2 separate regions of the Hordeum vulgare genome follow, and region 2 is linked to region 1. The links are chromatin contacts, called in public Hi-C maps. All regions are on one chromosome and are shown on one strand. The core of a region is the stretch at or near the end of the contact, and the rest is flanking DNA. Distances in the headings are between cores, read along the strand shown. Region 1 holds the start of LOC123399057 (pentatricopeptide repeat-containing protein At5g48910-like). Region 2 holds the start of LOC123396077 (basic leucine zipper 43-like).

The links. Hi-C and Micro-C count contacts between places; a contact is called where the count stands out from the background.
Region 2: a Hi-C map of leaf shows a contact between it and region 1, with 3 times the contacts expected there. The contact joins the promoter of LOC123396077 here to the promoter of LOC123399057 in region 1. A contact is called at or near these places in 3 of 6 Hi-C or Micro-C datasets (leaf and seedling).

Annotation. Positions count from the first base shown.
Region 1 is chr5H:470,138,367-470,141,211 of MorexV3_pseudomolecules_assembly, forward strand. LOC123399057 (pentatricopeptide repeat-containing protein At5g48910-like) reads right to left here and starts at 1,594. Exons shown (of 1, transcript XM_045093484.1): 1 at 1-1,594. The coding sequence starts at 1,420.
Region 2 is chr5H:470,334,843-470,337,542 of MorexV3_pseudomolecules_assembly, forward strand. It overlaps LOC123396077 (basic leucine zipper 43-like), which reads left to right and starts at 1,430. Exons shown (of 1, transcript XM_045091107.1): 1 at 1,430-2,700. The coding sequence starts at 1,714. The coding sequence ends at 2,292.

The DNA.
Region 1 (2,845 bases), core at 344-2,843:
CATCCCTCTTCCTTGAGTGACTTTTATCTCCAGATATGAACTCGTGAATAACACCATCAAGTTCTATTGAGCTGCTCCCAGGTACCTTCTGCACTCCACAATTCAACATCAGTTTCCTCACCTTATACACTCCTTTCCAGTTGCCATCCAGCGCATAAATGTTGGATAGTAACACATACCCTGCATGATCATTCGGTGCAGCCTCAATAAGCCTGTGACCTGCCTTCTTTCCCAACTCGAAGTTGCTGTAAGTTCTACAGGCACCAACTAGGGCCTTCCACACAGCAGCATCTGGCTCCATTGGCATCATCTGAATCATCTCCTCTGCCTTCTCAAACAGCCCGGCGCGGCAAAACAGATCCACCATACAACCATAGTGGGCAATGTCAGGCTCAATACTAGACGAATTTGTCATTCTCTCAAAATAACCAATACCTTCCTCAACAAACCCCCCGTGGCTGCAAGCATTCAGTAAAGTGTTAAACGTGATTTTGTTAGGCACAAACCCAGATGACTCCATTCTAGTAAAAAGCTCCAAAGCTCTTTCACTACAGCCACTTGCTGTGAAACCAGCTAACATAGCATTCCAAGTATCCACGCTCCTCAGCGCACACGAATTTTCAAACACATAAACTGCACCCTCAATGAAACCACACTTGGAGTACATGTTTATTAGAGCAGAGCTCAACTTCTCATCGACCTCAATCTCTTTCCTGCAAACATATGCATGTGCCCAGAGCCCCTGCGCAAGTGCTCCCAAGTACGCGATTGCCGAGATTACGCTCACCAATGTCACCCTATCAGGCTGGCACTCATTGCTTGCCAGCATCTCCCGGAACACCGCAACTGCCTCCTCATGCTCCCCATTCGCAACACACCATGCAATGACCGTGTTCCAAGAGACCGAGTCTCGGGCTGGCATCTGCGCGAAGAACTCCCGGAGTGCTCCTGTGTCCCTGCCCTGCGCGTACCCTCGCAGCAGGCAGTTCCAGGCGATCATGTCAACCTCGGGCCCGTGGTCGAACACCTTGCGCGCGTCAAAAAGCATCCCGCAGACGGAGTAGGCGTGGATGAGCCCATTGCGCACGCGGCGGTGGGACGCGGCCCCACGTTTGGCGGCGTGCCCGTGGAGCTGTGCGGCGGCAGGGTAGGCCCGCTCCCGCGCGCAGCGGGCCAAGGCGAGCGCGTAGGCTATGGGGTCCGGGTCGGCGCCGGAGCGGAGCAGGTGGTCGAACAGGCGAAGCGCAAGGTGGGGGTTGAGACGCATGCGCGCGGTGTACGACGCGGCGAGGGAATCGGCTGGGGTTTGGGCGCCGCATGACTGCGGTTGCGGTTGCGCCGGTGGCTGCTGCCGTTGCGGTTTCGCGGCGGTGGCGAGCGTGGTGGAGGTGAGGAAGAAGGGGACGGTGGGAGGAGGCATCACGTGTGGCAGCGAACGTGGAGGAGGAGCAAGCGGCGTGCAGCGAGCGTGCCACGGCCGGCGAGGGCGGTGAACACTGAACACGAGCGTCGTGCGCCGGCGAGCGGCGGGTGCGCCGCGTCGTGGATGAGGTCGAAATGGGATTTTGGCCCGTGCAAATGTGCAAACCCTTTTTCGGCTGTAGAATTCTATTGGACCCTACAGTAGCTTGATCTCTCACTCATCGTATTGGACCCTACAAGTAATCATACTGGGCCTAGCCTTTACCATATTTGTACAGCGGGTAGGCCCAACGCAGCGACTATTTTTCGCCTTAAGCGACCCTGCGGGGTTCCATTCGGGGGACCTCCTGTACAGCGCCTTCAGCGCCATAGTAGAGCTAATTTTCGTTGACCGCAAGCAAGACACGATATATATTATTTTCAAAAGAAAGTATAAATTAAGAAAATAATTCTAAAAGATAATGAAAACAGACACGAATTTGAGAAGGAGTTTCATACAAATTGGAAAAGGTTCGTGGAAATGAAAACGGCTCATCGGCGTTAAAAAAAGGTTCATCGGTTTTTAAAAGAGTTCTTCATATTTGAAAAAAATAAGTTCATCAAATTTAAAAATACTTCATAAGTTTAGGAAAGAGTCCATCTACTCTTAAAAAGTTGATCGTATTTTAAAAAATTTAACAAAAATTGAAAAAAGTTCATCGGATTTGAAAAAAGTTCATCAATTTTAAAAAGTACTTCCTCCGTCCCAAAATAAGTGACTCAAAAATAACTCAGTTTTGTACTAAAGTTAATGTAAATTAGAGTCACTTTTGAGTCACTTATTTTGGGACGGAGGGAGTATTTCACAAAAATTGGAAAGTATTCATAAAATTTGAAAAAACAGTTCATCAATTTTAAAAAAATCATCATTTTTTGAAATAGTTCATTCAATTTGAAAAAGGTTCATAGATTTTGAAAAATATTTCATCAATTTTAAAAAAAGTTCACAAAACTGAAAAAAGTTCTTCAAATTTTTTAAATAGTTCATCCAATTTGAAAAGGTTCATTCAATTTGAAAAAGGTTCATAGATTTTGAAAAAAAGTTCATCAAATTTGACAAAATTTCATCATAATTAGAAATAGTTCATCAGATCCAAAACAAATTCATCGATTTTGCAAAAAGTTCAGCGGATCCAAAAAAAAGTTCATCGATTTTGAAAAAAGTTCAACGGATATGGAGAATAGGTTCATCGGATCCAAAAAAAAGTTCATCGATTTTGATAAAAAGTTCAACAGATTTGGAAAATAGTTTCATAGATTTGAAAATAGTTCATAAAAATGAAAAAAAAGGATTTTAAATAAAAATTAAACAAAATTTTTAAAGTTCTTCAAATTGAAAAAACTTCATTGAATTTGAAACTTTTCAAAGATTTGACGAAAAAGT
Region 2 (2,700 bases), core at 180-2,679, 200 kb after region 1:
ATCAGGCTGGTATACGCAGAAAAATCCATTTCTAAGTCGACTGCGGAGCTATAATAATTCTCTTTTGAAAAACCCCATGAGTCTATTTCCTTGATTTGGTTGCCATGTCGTTGTTATTTTTCATTTTATTTTGTTCCTTTTCCTCGTGGAATTGTTGTTAGTTGTCAAATAAAGGTGTGATGGAGGCATCTTCTCCTGTTTAACTTGATTTTCTATGTGTTTTAGTTGTCAACTAAAGGTTTGTGGGGCCACATTCCCTGTATCAATCTTTCATTCCCAAAAAATTAAAGATAAGCAGAGCTGAAAGGCGTATATGATATGCATCTCATCCACCATGTTGCTAGTTTGTGTTAATGGATTTGGAAAATCCCTTTAAACAGTTGATTTGTTATCGATTTTGCTGCCTCAAGAGTTACTAGAATAAAGTGTGTACATATGCACTACTCCCTCCATATCAAAATAAAATGATACAACTAAATTGTGTTAGTATTTATAGTAGTACCTAACTCAATCAGTGTATATATACATCCGTATGTAGTCTCCTAGTGAAACCTCTTAAAAGACTTACATTTAGGAACGGAGGGAGTAGTACCTAACTCAATCCCTTCAGATAAAGACAGGGAATTTCGGCTTACATCATGCCTTATGGTCCATAGGGAGAGGGATTGAGCCTAGCCCTTCCCTGTCGAAATAAGCTCTAGTGTGCTATGGCGTCCCTCCTGAATATGCCTAAGGTATATGACACATCCAATCAAGATCTAGCTTTGCTTTTCCTTTCGGAAATGAGATGCAGAACCACCATGCGTGCATCCTTCCTCGTAGGTGCGACACCATGCCAGTGATCCAAAGTTGGGTTTACTAATCAAAGGACTTGCGATTCCCGAACAAACTCACAGTCATAGGTGTCGAACTTGCAAGGTCCGAGACATTGTATATAACACTAAAGCCCGAGCTGATCTACTTGACTGGCTCTCTAGTGGCCTAACTATTTGTGTTCATTTATTCTCACACGGTGGCTACATGTCCTGATGTCCATCATCACCCATCAAGCAGCTGTCATGTCCCTGTGGTGGATCGATCTCATGCCACTCTAACCGGGCACAAGAGTTTAATTCTGTCTCTAGGCTAAACTAATGCGAGCGAGGAGAAAAGGCTAGAGGCCGACCGAGCATCTAGTTGGGGCACTGATTGATGAAAAATAAATTAAAGCAAGGTTTGGCATGGATTAACTGGAATAACAATTGGAGAAAAATAATCACCCTAGGCAAGGCAAGTCAAGTCATGGAATGTGCAAGCAAAGAGGAAGGAAAGAAAGGAAGTAAAAATGTTCTCTTGGGAAAGCAAAGGCTAACTGATGGAGGATTAGTTTATGGCGGGCATGGCATTGTTCTGGATATAGTTGGCCCCGAAAGGAGAAAGGTGTGTGCGCCTCATGGCCATGTACCAAATCGACAAGGCGAAAGCCACGACGAAACTCTAGAGAAAACAATGGAATGGACAGAGAAGATGGCTTCTCCCTCTGGCCTGAGGCAAGGCCAGCAGGCAGAGCCGCCTTGGCTATAAAAGGAAGGCCCTCGCACCAACCCGGCCATTGCCTCCTCCGCTCACCCAGAGCTAGTTAAGCTAAGCAGCAGCACGCCCAGCCCGAGCCACGATCGTCTACTTGCTGCCTCCTAAGCCCAGCTCTCTCCACCCTCCACCGATCGAGCGGCCATGCTGCACCATTACCACCATGGCGAGGTGGCCAGCCTGCACTGCCTCTCGCCTCCGAACCCGCCGTTCCACACCCACTATAACCACCCCGGCATGGCGCCCCCTCCCTCCTTCCACTTCTCACCGGCCGCCTACGAGTATGTGGAGGACGAGCCTATCCTGCAGGAAGCGCTGGCTGCCATCGGCGGCCATAACAGCCCGCCGGGTTCGGGCGGGGCTGATGGCGCCCATGGCCAGGTGCTGGCTTCGGCGGCGGAGGAGGAGCGGAGGCGGCGGAGGATGGTGTCCAACCGGGAGTCGGCGAGGCGGTCGCGCATGCGCAAGCAGCGGCAGCTCAGCGAGCTCTGGGCGCGGGTCGCCCACCTCCGCGGCGCCAACCGCCGCCTCCTCGACGAGCTCAACCGCGCAATGAGGAGCTGCGGCGACGTGCGCCGCGACAACGACCGGCTCGGCGCCGAGAAGGCCGAGCTGGAGGCCAGGCTCCAGCAGCTCATGCGGCACGCACAACAGAGCAGCAACGCCTCCTCAGAGCCATGCGAGAAAAACACCACCACCACCACCGCTGCTGCTGCTGAATAAACCATTCTTATCTTCTCGTTTTATTTAAGTTAACTACCAGGATCGTTGATTATCATCATTAGTAGTAGTATACCCAAATAAGGCGTGCGTTGAGGGGGTCTGATCGGCTTAATCGTTTCTTAATTTTATTATTAAGACTGGGGGTAATAATGCATACCCTTAACTAGCTACGTACGTATATACTACTACTACTGCACATTACTGTCATCTTTTTTGGCAAAGTGCCAGTGGCTAGATGAATATGGATTGGGTGTTACTGACGAGTTGCCATCAGTGGACAATCTATAATGCAACATGATCGATCACACGGACGATGAAACAAGAAACCGCTGGAAACCAGTGTGGAATGAGAAACCACACATACCATTGGTTTTTTCCATAGAAAAGAAAAAAAAGGCGCTTTCCGCT